3 separate regions of the Ovis aries genome follow, and all the other regions are linked to region 1. A link is a contact called in public Hi-C data. All regions are on one chromosome and are shown on one strand. The core of a region is the stretch at or near the end of the contact, and the rest is flanking DNA. Distances in the headings are between cores, read along the strand shown.

Region 1 (4,818 bases), core at 908-3,407:
CTTTGAAACTGGACTTGGAGAAGCTGAAAGAGACCTACGAGAGTCCTGTCCGAGGTGCCAAGGTCACGCTTCTCTCAGCGGTCAGCTCTGTCTTTCTGAGCAACCCCAACACTGAGAAACTCGACTCCAATGTCTCCTTTGCCTTCACCCTCCATGTGAGTCCTGGGGTGGGGAGGGCAATCAGCCACACTGCTCACCCCATAGCCAAGGTCCCTGTGGTCTCTCAGCAGCTTCCGTTCCCCCACCCCCATGCACTGTGCTGCTTCCTTACACGTGCCTCAGGGCCTTGACACGTGCCCTCTGCCTGGGACACCTTTCCGCCACGATTCAGTCCTTAACCTGTCAACTCGTTCACATGTCCCCTACTCTTCTAGGCCTTCCTGGACCTGCTTGTTTAAATTACAATCTGTAATCACACCCCACCTTTCCCCTTTGCTCTTTTCTTTCGCATTCAGCACCTGCTAACACACTATCTAGTTTACTTATTTATTAGGTGTATTATTTTCTGTCTGTCTCCCCCACTAGAATGTCAGCCCAGAAGGACAGGGATTTCTGTCTCCCCAGTTCACTCCCAGGTCCCCTGGCCTGGCACACACAGTCCTCTTTGGGGTCCACCCAAGCCCAGTACCCACGAGAGGGTTCCAGGCTAACTTCTATGACCACCTCTCCCTAGGAACAGCCTGAGCTCAAGCCACGGCAGGAGCTGATCTGTGCCTTCTGGAAGAATGACGGCAACGGGAACGGGTCCTGGGCCACCTCGGGCTGCTGGAGGATGGGCAGCGGCAACGGAAGCGTCACCTGCCAGTGCAGCCACCTAAGCAGCTTTGCCATCCTCATGGCCCACTATGACGTGGAGGTGAGCAGACGGGGCCATCCTCAGAAACCCACTGTGGCACGGCTGGCTCAGGCGGGACAGGCAGCTGGTTTCAGTGGAATGGTCCAAAAGGTTCCGCGTGGTTGCACAGACCAGATGCAGCCCCTTGCTTGGGACCCCTAGACCTCCACATGACTCAGCAACTAGAGAGAGTGGCCTGGCACCACGGGCCTTACTTCAGCCAGTGCCCCTCTGATGGCCCACCCCCAGCAAGTTGTTGTTTAGTCATTAAGTCGTGTCCAATTCTTTCATGACCCCACAGACTGTAGACCGCCAGGCTCCTCTCTCCATGAGATTCTCCTGGCAAGAATACTAGAGTGGGTTGCCTTTTCCTCTTCCGGGGGATGTTCCTGACCCAGAGATCAAATCAGCATCTCCTAGTGGATTGGCAGGTGGATTCTTTACCACTGAGCCACTGGGGAACCTCCATCAAGTTGTTAAATATTGCTAAAAGCTCCTGAGGGATCCATAGATACACTGGGCCATGTGAATACCTGGAATGGGTCAGGCAGAGTAGGGGAGGCTGGTGGTCCAGGCCCAAGGCCCAGGAAGGACACAAATGTGGGTTTTGATGAGCTCATAGTTGCAGCGAGGTGTTGGAGGGGCAAGAGATGAGATGGAGATGAGGGTCAGAGAGGTGGGCTCATCAGTGTAGAGAAAGAAGGTTGCAGCCATTGAGGATACACGGGGGATCGTCTAAGGTCTGGGTGTGTAGTGGGGCACTCATCCAGAGGAACTGGGGATGCCTGCTGCACACATGGGTGCGGGGGTGGTGGTATATAGGGTGAGAGATATGGTAGGTTTATTCAGATGTTGATGGTAGTGGAGGTGGAGGGAGATGAGCCACCTGATCAGAGTCCTGCAGGCCAGGTCCCAGGTGGGTGTGGATGGGTGGTGAGGCCCACAAGGAGGGCAGGAAGGCCTCAGGGTGCTGATGGAGTCCCGCCCGCCCGTCCTGCATCTAGGACCCGAAGCTGGCCTTGATCACCAAGGTGGGACTGGCGCTGTCGCTGGCCTGCCTGCTGCTGTGCATCCTCACCTTCCTGCTGGTGCGGCCCATCCAGGGCTCGCGCACCACGGTGCACCTGCACCTCTGCATCTGCCTCTTCGTGGGCTCCGCCATCTTCCTGGCGGGCATCGAGAACGAAGGCGGCGAGGTGAGGCCCCGCCCCGTGGAGCGCCCCACTCGCACCTGGGCGCTAGACCTGCGAGGGCCGGGAGTGGGATAGCTCCGCCTACTCCAGCTGGGTGGGGCGGTCGGCCTCCCCTCAGCGGAAGCATATGGTCCTGCGCATTCCCTGCTTCTGCGTCCAGTCCCGGACCCGCCCACCGCTGACGTCACCGCCCCGCCCCTCCGCCCTCGCCCCGCAGGTGGGGACGCGCTGCCGCCTGGTGGCCGTGCTGCTGCACTACTGCTTCCTGGCCGCCTTCTGCTGGATGAGCCTCGAGGGCGTGGAGCTCTACTTCCTCGTGGTGCGCGTGTTCCAGGGCCAAGGCCTGAGAAAGCTCTGGCTCTGCCTGATCGGTTACGGCGTGCCCTTGATCATCGTGGGCATCTCGGCAGGCGCCTACAGCAAGGGCTATGGCCGCGAGAAATTGTGAGCGGAGGTGGTGGGAAGGCCAGGGCTTGGGGGTTGCACGGAGCCGTTGCTCCCCTCTGGACTTACTGGGTGCTGACCAGACCCTCCCTTCTTGCCCAGCTGCTGGTTGAATTTCGAGGGTGGCTTCCTCTGGAGCTTTGTGGGACCTGTGACCTTCATCGTTTTGGTAACTGTCTCACCTCGCCCCATCCCACACCCCTGAAAATCTGAAGCACTCAGCTCCACACTGAGCCCCTCTACCAGCTTTCTCCCTGCGAGTTCCAAAGATACCCCCTAATCTGAATTCTTTGCTTCCTGCCCAGGGCAATGCTATCATCTTTGTGATTACTGTCTGGAAACTCACTCAGAAGTTTTCTGAAATCAACCCTGACATAAAGAAATTAAAGAAAGTCAGGTGAGAAGACAGGCAGGGAGGGGGGCCGACAGAAGAGGTGGGTGTGTGAGGAGGGGCCCCCAGCTGCAACCGGCCGCCTCCCCGCAGGGTGCTGACCATCACCGCCATCGCCCAGCTCTTCGTGTTGGGCTGCACCTGGGTCTTCGGCCTGCTCCTCTTCGACCCAGAGAGCTGGGTGCTGTCCTACATCTTCAGCATCCTCAACTGCCTGCAGGGCTTCTTCCTCTTCGTGCTGTACTGCCTCCTCAACAAAAAGGTGGGCAGGCCAGGCTGAGGGCGGTGCCGGGCCCTCCTCCTGTCCTGGGGCCCACCCCCCCCTGACCTGGCCCGTGTGCCCCACAGGTGAGAGAGGAGTACCGCAAGTGGGCCTGCATGGTTGCTGGGAACAGGTACTCCGAGTTCGCCACAACCACCTCTGCGTCTGGCTCTAGCCACAATCAGACTCAGGTAAGGGCTGAGCCTGCGGTAGGGGGTGCAGGACCGAAGGCCCCCGGGTCTCTGGGCTCCGTTCTGACAGGGCGCTCCTTTCTCTCCAGGCCCTCAGGCCCTCAGAGTCTGGCATGTGAAGACGCAGTTCTGGCCAAACCAGCAGCTCCTGTGGCCTCAGCAGCTTTTGCACACACAGATGACCTCCTCTCCTCCCTCTCTGCTCTGCTCCCTCCTGCCTCGGGCCCCGCACGCACCACGGAGAGGAGGGTGACAGCCACCGTCTGGTACCGAACCCCTGAACACCCAGCAAGGGTGGCGGGTCGGACCTACTTCTGCTGCCTCTCAGCTCCGCCCCGGTCAGCACCCAGGGTAGGGGCAGCCCCCTCAAGTACACCAGGCCCGGAAAGAATGAGGACTCGTGCCCAGCCCGGCCCTTTCCTGTCATCTGTCTTTGCTACAGAAGAAGAGGCCAAGGTGCTGGGACTTTGCTTCTAGGGTAAGCTAAGACTGAGGCTGGGTGGGAGAGGGGCAGAGCCCTTCTCAGCCCCTTGCCGAACAAGGCTCATGGTACTAAGGCCCATCTGCCCCAGGGCAGAGGGTTCAAACTGATGTGAAGGCTGTGGACATTGTTTTTTTTTTTTAATCTGTATAAACCGTTCAGTGTTGACACTTCAAGAATTAAATCTCATGTTGACACAGAAGGGGGCATGTCTTGCTGGCCAGAGGCTCACTGACCAGGCCATGGGCCCCTGGTGTCCATGAAATGCAGTGAGCTGACAAAAACACACACTGTGGGAGCCAGACTTCCATAATAAAAATGTATTTTTGCACAAATCTACAGCTTTTAAACAGTAAAATGAAAGGCCCAGTGTTGCCTAGAAAGAGCACTTGAAGCAGCAGCACGTGGGAAGTTGAGTGGCTCTGGTCGTCAGGGCATGTGGCTACCGGCTCTGCTCAACTGTGAGACACACACGGGGGACGGGGGAAGCCAGTGAGGAGGGGGTGGTGAGGACAGGCCCCACCACTGTCCCCCCACCCCGGCACCCCAGCCCTGTCTGAGCCACTCACTGTATGTGGAGATGTCAATTTCTTCTGGAAGCTCTGCCACGTTCACTTCAAACCGGTCCTGGACATCATTGAGGATTTTGGCATCGTTCTCGTCAGACACGAAAGTAACGGCCAGGCCTTTGGTACCGAAGCGACCCGCACGGGCCACCTGCAGGGAGACAGGAGCAAGGGTCAGGCTGAGAATAGACAGAGGTCCCCATCCAACACCAACCCTGAGAAAGGGGCAGGAGGGAAGGGACAACCCCGGGGGCCACTCACACGGTGGAGGTAGGTGTCTGAGTCCTCAGGCATGTCATAATTGAAGACGATGTTGACGCGCTCAATGTCCATCCCTCGGCCGAACAGATTGGTGGCCACCAGGATCCGCCGCTGGAAGTCCTTGAACTGCTGATAGCGCGACAGGCTAGGTGCGAGAGGAACAAGGGGTGGCCATCAGATACGGGGACCCTGGG
Region 2 (4,818 bases), core at 1,513-4,012, 230 kb before region 1:
AAGGCTGACTGAGAATTTCTCCAGAATCTAAGAGACTTCTAAAGCCAGGCCTACTCCATTTGTTTGGGAGGCAGGAGACAAATCCTTTCTGCTCTGTGGGAAGAGGCAGAAAGCATGTTGACAGGTCAGAGTGAAGCACAGCCCTACAGGTACAACCAGAGAGTGTAGACTTCCAGGCCAGAGTTGGCTTTCCAACTGGAATTCTTCTGAGCAAAAGCTTTATTGTTCAGGTATAATTAATAATAAGACCCTGTTGCCCTCTTCTGTCCTGTTTATGTCTCACTTCTAAAATAGTGGGTGCATTCTTTTCCAGTTTATAGCAAAGATAAAGAACCCTGGACTCAGAACTCAGAAACAAGACCTAGTTGTGAATAATTCTACACACCAGCTGTGTGACCTTGGAAAAATCATTTTGTTTCCATTAGAAAAATAATGACCTTGGGGAAAGAAAGAACTGTCTTTAGGGATTTCCCTGGTGGTCCAGTGGTTAAGAATCCACCTGCCAAAGCAGGGGACATGGGTTTGATCCCTGGTCCGGGAAGACCTTACATGCTGTGGAGCAACTACTCCCGAGCGCTCCAATTACTGAAGCCTGCTCACCTAGAGCCTGTGCCCCTCAACAAGAGAAGCCACCGCAGCAAGAAGTCCAATGCACCACAACGAAGAGTAGTCACTGCTCACCCCAACTAGAGAAAGCCTGAGCAAAGCACCGAAGATCTAGCTCAGCCAAAAATAAATAAATCTTAAACAAAATATAACACAAATAAAAAACAATGACCAGCAGGTTGACTTTAGACTCTCCTGATTCTATAAACAGATTAATAAAGTAACAGGGCAGTAGCTTTGCAGGAATGAAAGTACTAGATAATGACCATGCAACCATTTTTAAATGCCAGGAGCTCAAACAGGCTGATTGAAACCCGATCTCCTGCCATCTGGGAACTATGAATCCCTTGAACTATTAGCTCCTTACATCTCCTGGCTTTAAAATTAAATCTTATTCCACAGGGTCATTCTACACTTTATTTATTTATTTACACCCCGCCTTGTTCCAGAAAGGATTTAACTGGGCATATTCTATAGTTAGTCATAAGTAGAATGACTCCTTGATTTAAAAACGAGAGAAAGCAGGGAGTGATCCAATGGCCCCACCCAAGCACACATCAAAACTCTTCAACCCCATGTTAGTTGGAGAAGCCCATTTGTAGGCAAACCACCCACCAACCACTGAGAACGACTAGTTTAGCACACCCTTGCCTTCCAGATCTCTACCTCCTTAGAGGCTGCCTCTTCTCTTCTAACCACCAAGTAGAGAAGACATCTAATGGAAGTACTTCCTCCTGAAAGTGGTGCCAAGACTCGCTGAACAACCTTAGCCTTTCTGGTTTTTATAGGCCTTTACTTGAAAGGTCTTTTACTCTGTCTCCCGCCTTCTCATCTGTGAGATGAGAGCCATGTCCGCCTTTTGTCACAGGGATGAATAAGCACATCTGTGAAAGCACCTTGGAAAAGGTGCACAAAAGGCTGTGACCTCCCAGATTGAAGCCAAACATCACCATGGCTCGGCCTGGCACACCCACCCCACACCGCGCAAGTCGAGGTCAGGCCATCAAAAGTGTTGCAAGCTTTGCTGCAGTGGGTCAGCAGGAATCCAGCAGGCCAACAGCAGGAACCAGCTAACGTGTGCCTGGCCATGCCACTCCTCAGATCTGAGTGTGTTCATTGAAGCCCACAGTCAGGGAAGAGGAAGGAAGAGGAGCTGGGGAGACCAGATCATCCTCAAACACTGGAGCAGGAAGCCAGGTCATGCCTCTCTTGAGGAAGTAGAGGGTTGGGGCCAGACTAAGGAGGGAAGCCAGTTTCTAGGGTATGTGTTTTGAGGTAGGAAACAAGCTGAAGGGGGGTAGGGTGGGGTTAAGTATCAGCAGGTAGGGGATATTATGGGGAGACAAATGGGGAGATAAGGATGTGTGAGGTCTTGCCAGAGGGCGAGGATCTTCACAGGGAAAATGAGGGAGGAGGCTGCGGTTTTCATATGGGACACGGGAGGGGGCTAGAGCTTACATCTCCACAGGAAAAGAGTGAGGTGGAAGTGTCTCACCACAGGGGAGAGGGGATTGGTGGGGGAGGATTGGGTGGCTGGAATGGTAGTCTGTCCATACAGAAACAGAAGATGGGGGGTTTCTTGCTACAAGGAAGATGGGAAGGCTGAGGGTCTCTGCAGGTTAAAGAACTGAGGCTGAGGTCTCTACACAGAAAACAGATGCTCAGGAGGAACGCCCAGGAGAAAGAGGAGGATGAAGTGGTCTCCATGAGGGGAAAAGAGGAGTAACCATGGGGGTGGGGTGCGGTGGGTAGTCTCCAAGGGGCGGGGTTGGGGCTGGTGGGCGGGCTTTGGTTCAAGGGAGATCGCGGTTGGGGGAGGGGGAGGGGGAGAGGAAGTGTGTTTGGCAGGGTTGGCCTCGGGGTTGTCTGCAAAGGGAGGTCGGGGTTAGCTCAGGGGAGTGGGGTCTCCACAAGGGCCCAATCTCACCGTCTGCCAGGGCCTCATTGCACTCAAAGCTGATCTCGAACCGGAAAGGGCTGTGGAAAGGGCTCGGATTCTCCAGCACCGCCACGTTCAATACTGACACTTTAGCCATCGCCTCGTCGGGTCACGGCTGAGGCCAGAGCTGGGGCCGAGCCCGCGCCTGGGTCCTGTCGGGTCAGCGGCGAAGCTCTGCCCAAACCCGCTCCCGCCTCCTCTGACCGCGATCTGAAGTGCGTATCTAGTCCGCGCGCCTCCTTCAAATAGCCGGCTCTCACCCTACGGCCAATCACCGTCAACGCTCCACGACTGCGCGAGTGCTTCCTCAGCCAATCCTGGAGCGCCGGTCGGCGCGCGCCGAGACTCCCGAGACCAATCCGTGGAGCTCCATCTCAGGGATGAGCGAGGGAGGCGGGACCGTCTCTAGGCTTCTTTGGTGTCCGCGGGGAACCAATCCCCAGAGTCTCCGACTCGGACGTCCAGGGAGGGGTGGGCGGGGTCAGAGCGCCTGGCTCTTCTTGGCCAATCCCTAGGGTCCCCGCACCAGCGTGGTCCGCGATTAGCCCCGCCTTTCCGGGAGACTCTTCCAGCTGGGGGCAGCGCAGTCAACCGCCGAGTGGTGGCGCACAGCGCTCGCTTAAGCGGGAAGGAAGGGACGTGCTGGACTTGCAGTGATTGGCAGGCAGAAATGGGGCGGAGATAAAGCAGGTTTCCTGAGAGGTGATTGGCTGAGTTGGCTGCGGGGGCGGGAGAAGAGAAGACGCGGCCGGGGATTCGTGGAAGTGGAGCGGAAGTCGGCCGCTGACGCGGTTGAGCAGAGTGTGAAGAGAAAGGAGCAGCGTTTGCGGCATCGGCATCTGTCAGCAGGTGAGCGTTGCCGGAAGTTTCTCTAAGGGGCTCCTGGCCCCGCAGACCCGGCAGGCTGGGCGTCCGTTGTGAACGTTGTGAACGTTTAACTCACCCTTGAGCGCAGACGGTGCCGCGCTAACGCGGCGCTCTGGGGCCCGGGACCCGGTAGTCGGGCCTGGTTCGAATCAGGTTCTTACTTGAGAGCCCCTGGGGAGGTTTCAGGTGGACGGCGCTGAATGGGATTTCGAATCCGGCCTCTGCCACGCACCACCCGAGGCCTCATTTCCCTGCTCATTGAACGGGGTGATGAAATTTTACTGGCCTGACTTATGACTACATAATACATCTAGAAACTTCTTTCCACTCCCAGGCGTAGGCGGGACCACCGTCGCCCCCTGTCTGGAAGACTCGAGGGGCCGCCGCATTCCTTTAGTCCGCTTCCACGGGCGTCAACAAACCTAATCTTAAACTTTTCTATAGTAGCCACGTTACATATATATATATAAATATATTAAACTTAATGTAGTATAGCCAGAATATCATTTCAACATGTGATCGGTATTAAAAAAAAACAAACACGAACCTGAGGTATCTTTATTTTGTTACCTAGTACTAACGGTTTGAAAACCTGTGTATTTTACACGTTACACCACAGCTGTGATCCGGACGCTAGGTTTTCACCGGAAATAGTTGAGGTTTCATAAAATTTACAGTTGAAATGGAGATTCACATGCCCAAGTGTTTCCCAACATACGTTAAAATTTCCCATGAACTCAATCTCATGTCGGTGATAAATTGAAATATTAATTAATGAAAGTTAAGCGACGTGGAATGTTCTGTTTCACAGTGGCACTAGCCACACTGAGGTGCTTGTCATCCCCTGTGGCTTCCGATATTGGATAGCCAAAACCAACTTCAGCCAAACTGACCTTTTTGTTTCATAAAATCTGACATGACACCCCCCACCTCTTTTCTGGTGCCTCCTTGTTATTCAAGTCTCTGCTCAAATTTCTTCGGAGAATCCAAGAGCCCCCTGGACAACATTCAAATTCGTGGAACATAAGCCTGAACGGTACATTTCAAGCCACTAGGATTTCTTATCCATCCACCTCTGTGGCCTCGTGATGCTCAGAATATTCTCTCTCTTTTTTTTTTTTTTTTTTTGTATCTCCATCTCAAGTAGGATTGAAAGGATTCTTCCCCTCATTGAAACGATTTGGCTGCAAGAAAATTCCCATTATGATTGGCTCTGGGTTCTTGGCAGTCATTGGGCATCCTTAGGAATTTTTGTGACTTGAGAAGGTCAAATTTTCAAATTATTTCCAAATGTAATTCAATTGCTTATGCATATGAACTTTGATGAAGTTGTTATATTTTGTTTTCTAGATATTAAACATTTTACTCATTACAACTTTGTAGTTTTCTTTCTGCATTGTGGAACT
Region 3 (4,818 bases), core at 1,632-4,131, 160 kb before region 1:
CCGGGCACTCACATGTGAGCACACACGTATGTGGCTTGGTGCATGGGGGCCCTTGCTGCCAGCCAGGGATCGAATTAGTTCCCTTTTCCGCTTTCCAGATGATTTTTCATCTCTGTAATTAATGGGCAAGTCAGTTCTGAACAGCATGGCAGGCAAATTACTAGTTAGGAAAATCACGGATAATTTTCTCGATATGATAATGAAGGTTGTATTCCTTCTCTTATTCTCCCTGTTTTCATCCTACTTTTAAGTAATAAAACCGGCATTAGAATTTGGGGGTGGGGGAATGGGGAGGAAGGAGACGTCACCTGCCCCCACAGCTAGGGCCTGACCCACAGCCCCCGGCCATCAGGCAGATGGAGAGAATGAGAGACGGGGACCCTGCGTGGGACACCCTGATGACCCATTCAGGGTGCCAGGCCTAGGAGACCAGGTGGAGGGGCGGGCAGCTCCCAGGCTGTTAGGCCTTGGGGCGGGGGAGTTGGGGTCTGGGGTCAGGTTACAGGTTCCCGCCCGGCCCTTGGGTGCTTGGAGAGGGGAGCAGGGATCACCCGCCTCTCCCCAAGCAGAACTGAGATCCACCAGCCCTGAGCAGACATCTACTCTCAGGTGTCCTCCGTATCTGTCTCCCAGACTGTCCAAACCCCTCTCATCGGTGACTCCTGCAGCAGCGAGGAGAACAGGGCAAGCCGAGAGAGGGAGAGAGAGGCAGAGAAAGAGAGAGGCGGAAAGGCAACCAGCCATCTTGGCAGCCATCTTGAACCCCTCCCCCTGCTCCCCCAGCTCACCACATGTTTGGATGTGGGCAGAGGAACCCAGGCCCCGGGTCCTGCAGGAACCAGGAGGAAAGGGGGCCCTGTCTCAAGGCTGCGACGGAGGGACACCCACTCGGCTGCCATGACTGTGTGCGCGCGCGGGGGGCGGGGGATGGGGGAGGGAGGAGCGGACCGCGAGGAAGGTCCAGAGAGGGGCCGGGCAGGGATGGGGCTGGGCGCTGACCGAGACTGGAAGGTTAGGGCCAGGGATGCGTGTGAGGGCTGTGTGCGGGCGGGGGCGGTGCGCCTGTGGGGCCACTTTTTGGCCACGGCGGGAGCACACACACAGCGCTGCCCAGGCTCTTCTGGCACGGACTCCCGTCCCAGACAGATGGAAAGATGACAATTGAAACCCCAAGCTCTCCTCGGCGAACACCTGGGAGAGTGGGAGGGCTGGCCCTCAAAGCCCGAATCCGGGTGGATGAACCCCAACAGCTTCCCAGGCTTAACCCGGTACCGCGGAGGGAAGATGCTGTCGACGGCTACGGCCGGCCAGACACCCAGTCAGACCCCTCCCCATCCCCCGCGCCTCTGCCTCCCAGAGAAAAACAACCCCCAGCCCGGCTTCGTGGGGTGCCAGCCCCCGACACGGCTCCTCCGGGGGCTGGGGCCGGCGCGCGGCGCGCACACGCACCCTCTCCGCTCACACCCAGACACCTACACAAACAGGGCGCCAAGCACCCGCGCGCACACGCACCGGGGACACGCAGGCACTGCCGCGCCGCTTCCCCACAAAGGCTGGCGCGCGCGCGGGCACACGCAGCCACGCGCGGGCACACTCGCGGCTCCCTCCCCCCACGGGCACCCCGCGGCCGCGCATCCGCACACCCCCGACAGTCCACGGGGGCTGCCCCTCCCGGCCCCCTCACCGGTGGGGTGAGGTGCAGGCCGCCCTCCATCCCCCTCGCGCTCAGGTGCTGTGACCCGCGGTTCCAGCATCCCCTCCCCCTTCCTGGCCCGGGCTCCCATCCTCCCTACCTCGGCCCCCACACCTGGCCCAGGTACGGCGTCTCCCTCGCCCGGGGTCCTTAGACACTCACCTGTCCAGCGCTGCTCCGGGGTCGGCCTTGCGCGTCTCTCCTGCGGCTCCGCGAACCCAGGACCCCTGCCCGGCACATCTCCCGGAACCGGGACAGGGGGGAAATCGGGCGAGGGGTAGCGGGGCCCAGAACCGCTGTCACCAACCAAAAATTAAAAAAAAAAAAAAAAAAGAAGAAGAAGAAGAAGAAGCGGATTACACAGCTCCAAAGGCGGCCCCCTCGCGGCGGCAGAGACTCGGGGCTGGGGGCGAGCGTCCGCGCCCCTCCCGGGGAGGGAGGCGGCGGGGCGGGGGCGGTGTCAGAGCTCCGGGGGCTGGGGCGAGGCGGAGCCCCCCGAGGCGGCGCCAACAGCTGCCCGCATCTTCCCCGCAGCTCCGCGGCCCCGACGGAGGCGGCACGTGTGCGCCCAGGCGACTTCCCAGCCCCCTCCGACGGCGGCAGCCGAGGGGTTAACGGAGCAGCTAGGGAGCCCCTGCAGCCCCCCGCCGCCCGGCGGCGCCGCTCCGGGGCCCACGCGGCCCCATTCGCCGGGGCCTCCTCGGCAGACGGCGGGGCGGGGGCGCCGCAGCGCCGACAACTCCCGCGCCGACGGCTCGGGCTCCCCGCAGTGGCCACGGGGGGCTCGGGTAGGGGGCGGGCGGCGCGGAGCTTGTTGCGGGGGGGCGCGGTTGTAGGCGGGCGCGGCGGCGTCGCGCCCCCGGGGTGGCCAGATGGGGGGGCGCCGGGCCGGGCCCGTGGGCACCGCAGGACGCGCGGACCGAGCGGGCGCCGGGCACCAGCAATGACAAGCCGCCTGCTCGCCCCTCTCCCCGGCGCACCCGCTCCGGGAGGGGGACGGCGGGCACGCACAAAACCCGGCCCGGAACCGCCGCCCGGGACCGGCCGCCGCAACCTGCCCCAGCGCACCGGAGGCCGGCCCGAAAACCCGAGATGGACTTTCCTCCCCTTCGCCCCCACCTCTAGTCCCTATGGAAAAACCGGGAGAGGGAAGGAGATGTGCTGGATCCCAGCGTTGGAACGGGAAGTGGGGGAGGGGAGACAGGCTGGAGGAAGACCCGGAGCGGATTTTGCAGGTAGTGGAGTAAAAGGCGCTTTGCCCGGTGAGGGGAGAAATGAGAGCGATCTGGAAGGGGTCTGCAAAACCCGGGTTGGATTAGACAGAGATGGGAGGAACGAAGGCAGCTGCGACAGGGCCAAATGCACCCCGGGCACGCAAATTTCGGGCCGGATTCTTCCTCGGGAGACGGAGTAATGCGTCATGCCTAATGCAGTGGAAACAAGCAAGACCTGGCCTAGAGTTTCCAGACCTGGGCTCGCAGGGGGCTCCGGGAGGGGGCTATTTAGTGGCTGAGGCGGCGTGGGCTGCCCTCGTCTTCCTGGCAGCGACGTGCAAGAAGGAGGGGCAAAAGGAGGGCTGGACTCGGGCACGAAAGGATCTGGAGCGCCGGCTGCACCGAAGCAGGCAGGTAAAAGCGGTTTCAGGATCCAGGGGCGATGCGAAGGGAATGCAATGAGGAGGCTGCTACCCTGGGAGACCAGACCTACAATATAAGGCAAGGGAAGACCGTAAAGCCAGGACTGGAGTGTGCGGGATGGGACAAGACCCTAGCTAAAGATCTGTGGCAACTGGTCAAGGACTGGGAACTGACCGGGTCGCAGGAGCGGAGAGGGTGGGTGTTTGGGGGAGGTTAGTATCTATAAACGCCTCAAAGGTCTTGCTTTGGGTTGGGGGGGGGGGCGAGAGAAAAAATTGCATTTTAGGTTTTCGGCAAGAGCAAAAACTCGGTATGGATTTCCGCAGCCGAGCGACTATACTGCAGCCGGTGGACTTGAAGTAGGACAAGGAACCAGCGGGTTCCTAGGCATCTGGCCGAGTGAGGCCTGGGGCCGGCTTCATGCTGAAGCTGCAGAAGGGAGCCCCGCACCCCATCTCCCTGGTTGGGGAAGGCAGTCCGACTTGGCGTGGATTCCCAGAGCCAGAGCTGTGACTGCCAAGACCCACAGTGGGGGCTATAAAACCGGGCCCCAGGCCAAAAATAGGCACTTTGGCAGAATAGACAGCTCAGTGCAGGGTGGGGGCTGAGGTAAAACTAGAGGGGGGCAGGTACTAGAAGGTCCTGAGAGGTAAGACCCGGTGAGGATCTCGGGAGAGTGGACCTGGAAGCCTGGCCCTGGAAGCCTGGCGTTTTATGAAGGTAGGGTGCAAGGGGAAGACTGATGGATGGGAAGGAGCAAATCCCTGGTTTGGATCCTCAGGGAAGGGAACCATCCAGTGGCAGGCTAATTAGCACGCGGGCCAGAGCATACAAAGTCCAGGCCGAATCTCAGGTAGACACAGAACAGGCAATAGTGGGGAGAGTGGGGCAGACAAGTCTGACCTGGATTATAGAGGAAGGGGATGTGCTGAGGATGAGGAAGATGGCAAACCCTGGTCTCTATCTCCAGGGAAGAGAATGCATTGCCATTCCAACTTGGCTCTGCAGAATGGGTGAGGAATTGGGAAACAGCATGGAAGTAGCAATGGAAAGGGTTGGGGTAATAAATAGATAAAACTTGGGGCAGGCTTAGAGGGGCACTATAAAAATCTAAGAAACCCTAAGAGGAACATCTGCAAGTGAATGAACCCATCCTCTAAAAATCCCTTCCCAGAAGCCTGAATTTAGGGAAAAGCAGAGACTCCCCAGGTGGTACAGTGGTAAAGAATCCATCTGCCAGTGCAGGAGATGCTAGAGATGTGAGTTGGATCCCTGGCTCGGGAAGATACCCTGAAGAAGGGAATGACAACCCACTCCAGTATTCTTGCCTGGAAAATTCCACGGACACAGTCTACAGTCCATGGGGTTGCAAAGACTTGAACAGGACTGAGCATGCTCAGAGACGCCAGACTTCCAGGCTGACCTGGTAACCAGGGGCTACCTCTATGGCACCCACCACCCTCCACCTGCTTCTGTGGGCAACCATCA

Evidence for each region. Hi-C and Micro-C count contacts between places; a contact is called where the count stands out from the background.
Region 2: a contact with region 1 is called in a Hi-C map of hypothalamus, with 5 times the contacts expected there. The contact joins the promoter of ASF1B here to the enhancer-like site in region 1. A contact is called at or near these places in 5 of 16 Hi-C or Micro-C datasets (blood, hypothalamus, omental adipose tissue and 1 more).
Region 3: a Hi-C map of hypothalamus shows a contact between it and region 1, with 2.4 times the contacts expected there. The contact joins the promoter of ADGRL1 here to the enhancer-like site in region 1. A contact is called at or near these places in 4 of 16 Hi-C or Micro-C datasets (blood, hypothalamus and tail adipose tissue).

The regions. Positions count from the first base shown.
Region 1 is chr5:9,672,515-9,677,332 of ARS-UI_Ramb_v3.0, reverse strand. It overlaps ADGRE5 (adhesion G protein-coupled receptor E5), which reads left to right. Exons shown (of 19, transcript XM_060416267.1): 11 at 1-155; 12 at 674-856; 13 at 1,840-2,031; 14 at 2,246-2,472; 15 at 2,575-2,641; 16 at 2,778-2,869; 17 at 2,957-3,125; 18 at 3,212-3,316; 19 at 3,406-4,132. The coding sequence ends at 3,435. It overlaps DDX39A (DExD-box helicase 39A), which reads right to left. Exons shown (of 10, transcript XM_042249809.2): 9 at 4,625-4,769; 10 at 3,887-4,514. The coding sequence ends at 4,227. Among named protein-coding and RNA genes, the nearest start is that of DDX39A, 10 kb to the right of the region's middle. Within about 2 kb of position 2,157, at least 26 of the 54 cell types and tissues checked have an H3K27ac peak or open chromatin away from gene starts, as enhancers often do. A contact at or near this core is called in hypothalamus, where this site is marked.
Region 2 is chr5:9,899,269-9,904,086 of ARS-UI_Ramb_v3.0, reverse strand. It overlaps ASF1B (anti-silencing function 1B histone chaperone), which reads right to left and starts at 2,762. Exons shown (of 4, transcript XM_004008474.4): 1 at 2,534-2,762. The coding sequence starts at 2,642. It overlaps LOC121819593 (a long non-coding RNA gene), which reads left to right and starts at 3,341. Exons shown (of 2, transcript XR_006059832.2): 1 at 3,341-3,394; 2 at 3,747-4,787.
Region 3 is chr5:9,831,598-9,836,415 of ARS-UI_Ramb_v3.0, reverse strand. ADGRL1 (adhesion G protein-coupled receptor L1) reads right to left here and starts at 2,881. Exons shown (of 24, transcript XM_060416268.1): 1 at 2,813-2,881; 2 at 1,856-1,989. LOC105610497 (a long non-coding RNA gene) reads left to right here and starts at 3,260. Exons shown (of 2, transcript XR_006059833.2): 1 at 3,260-3,321.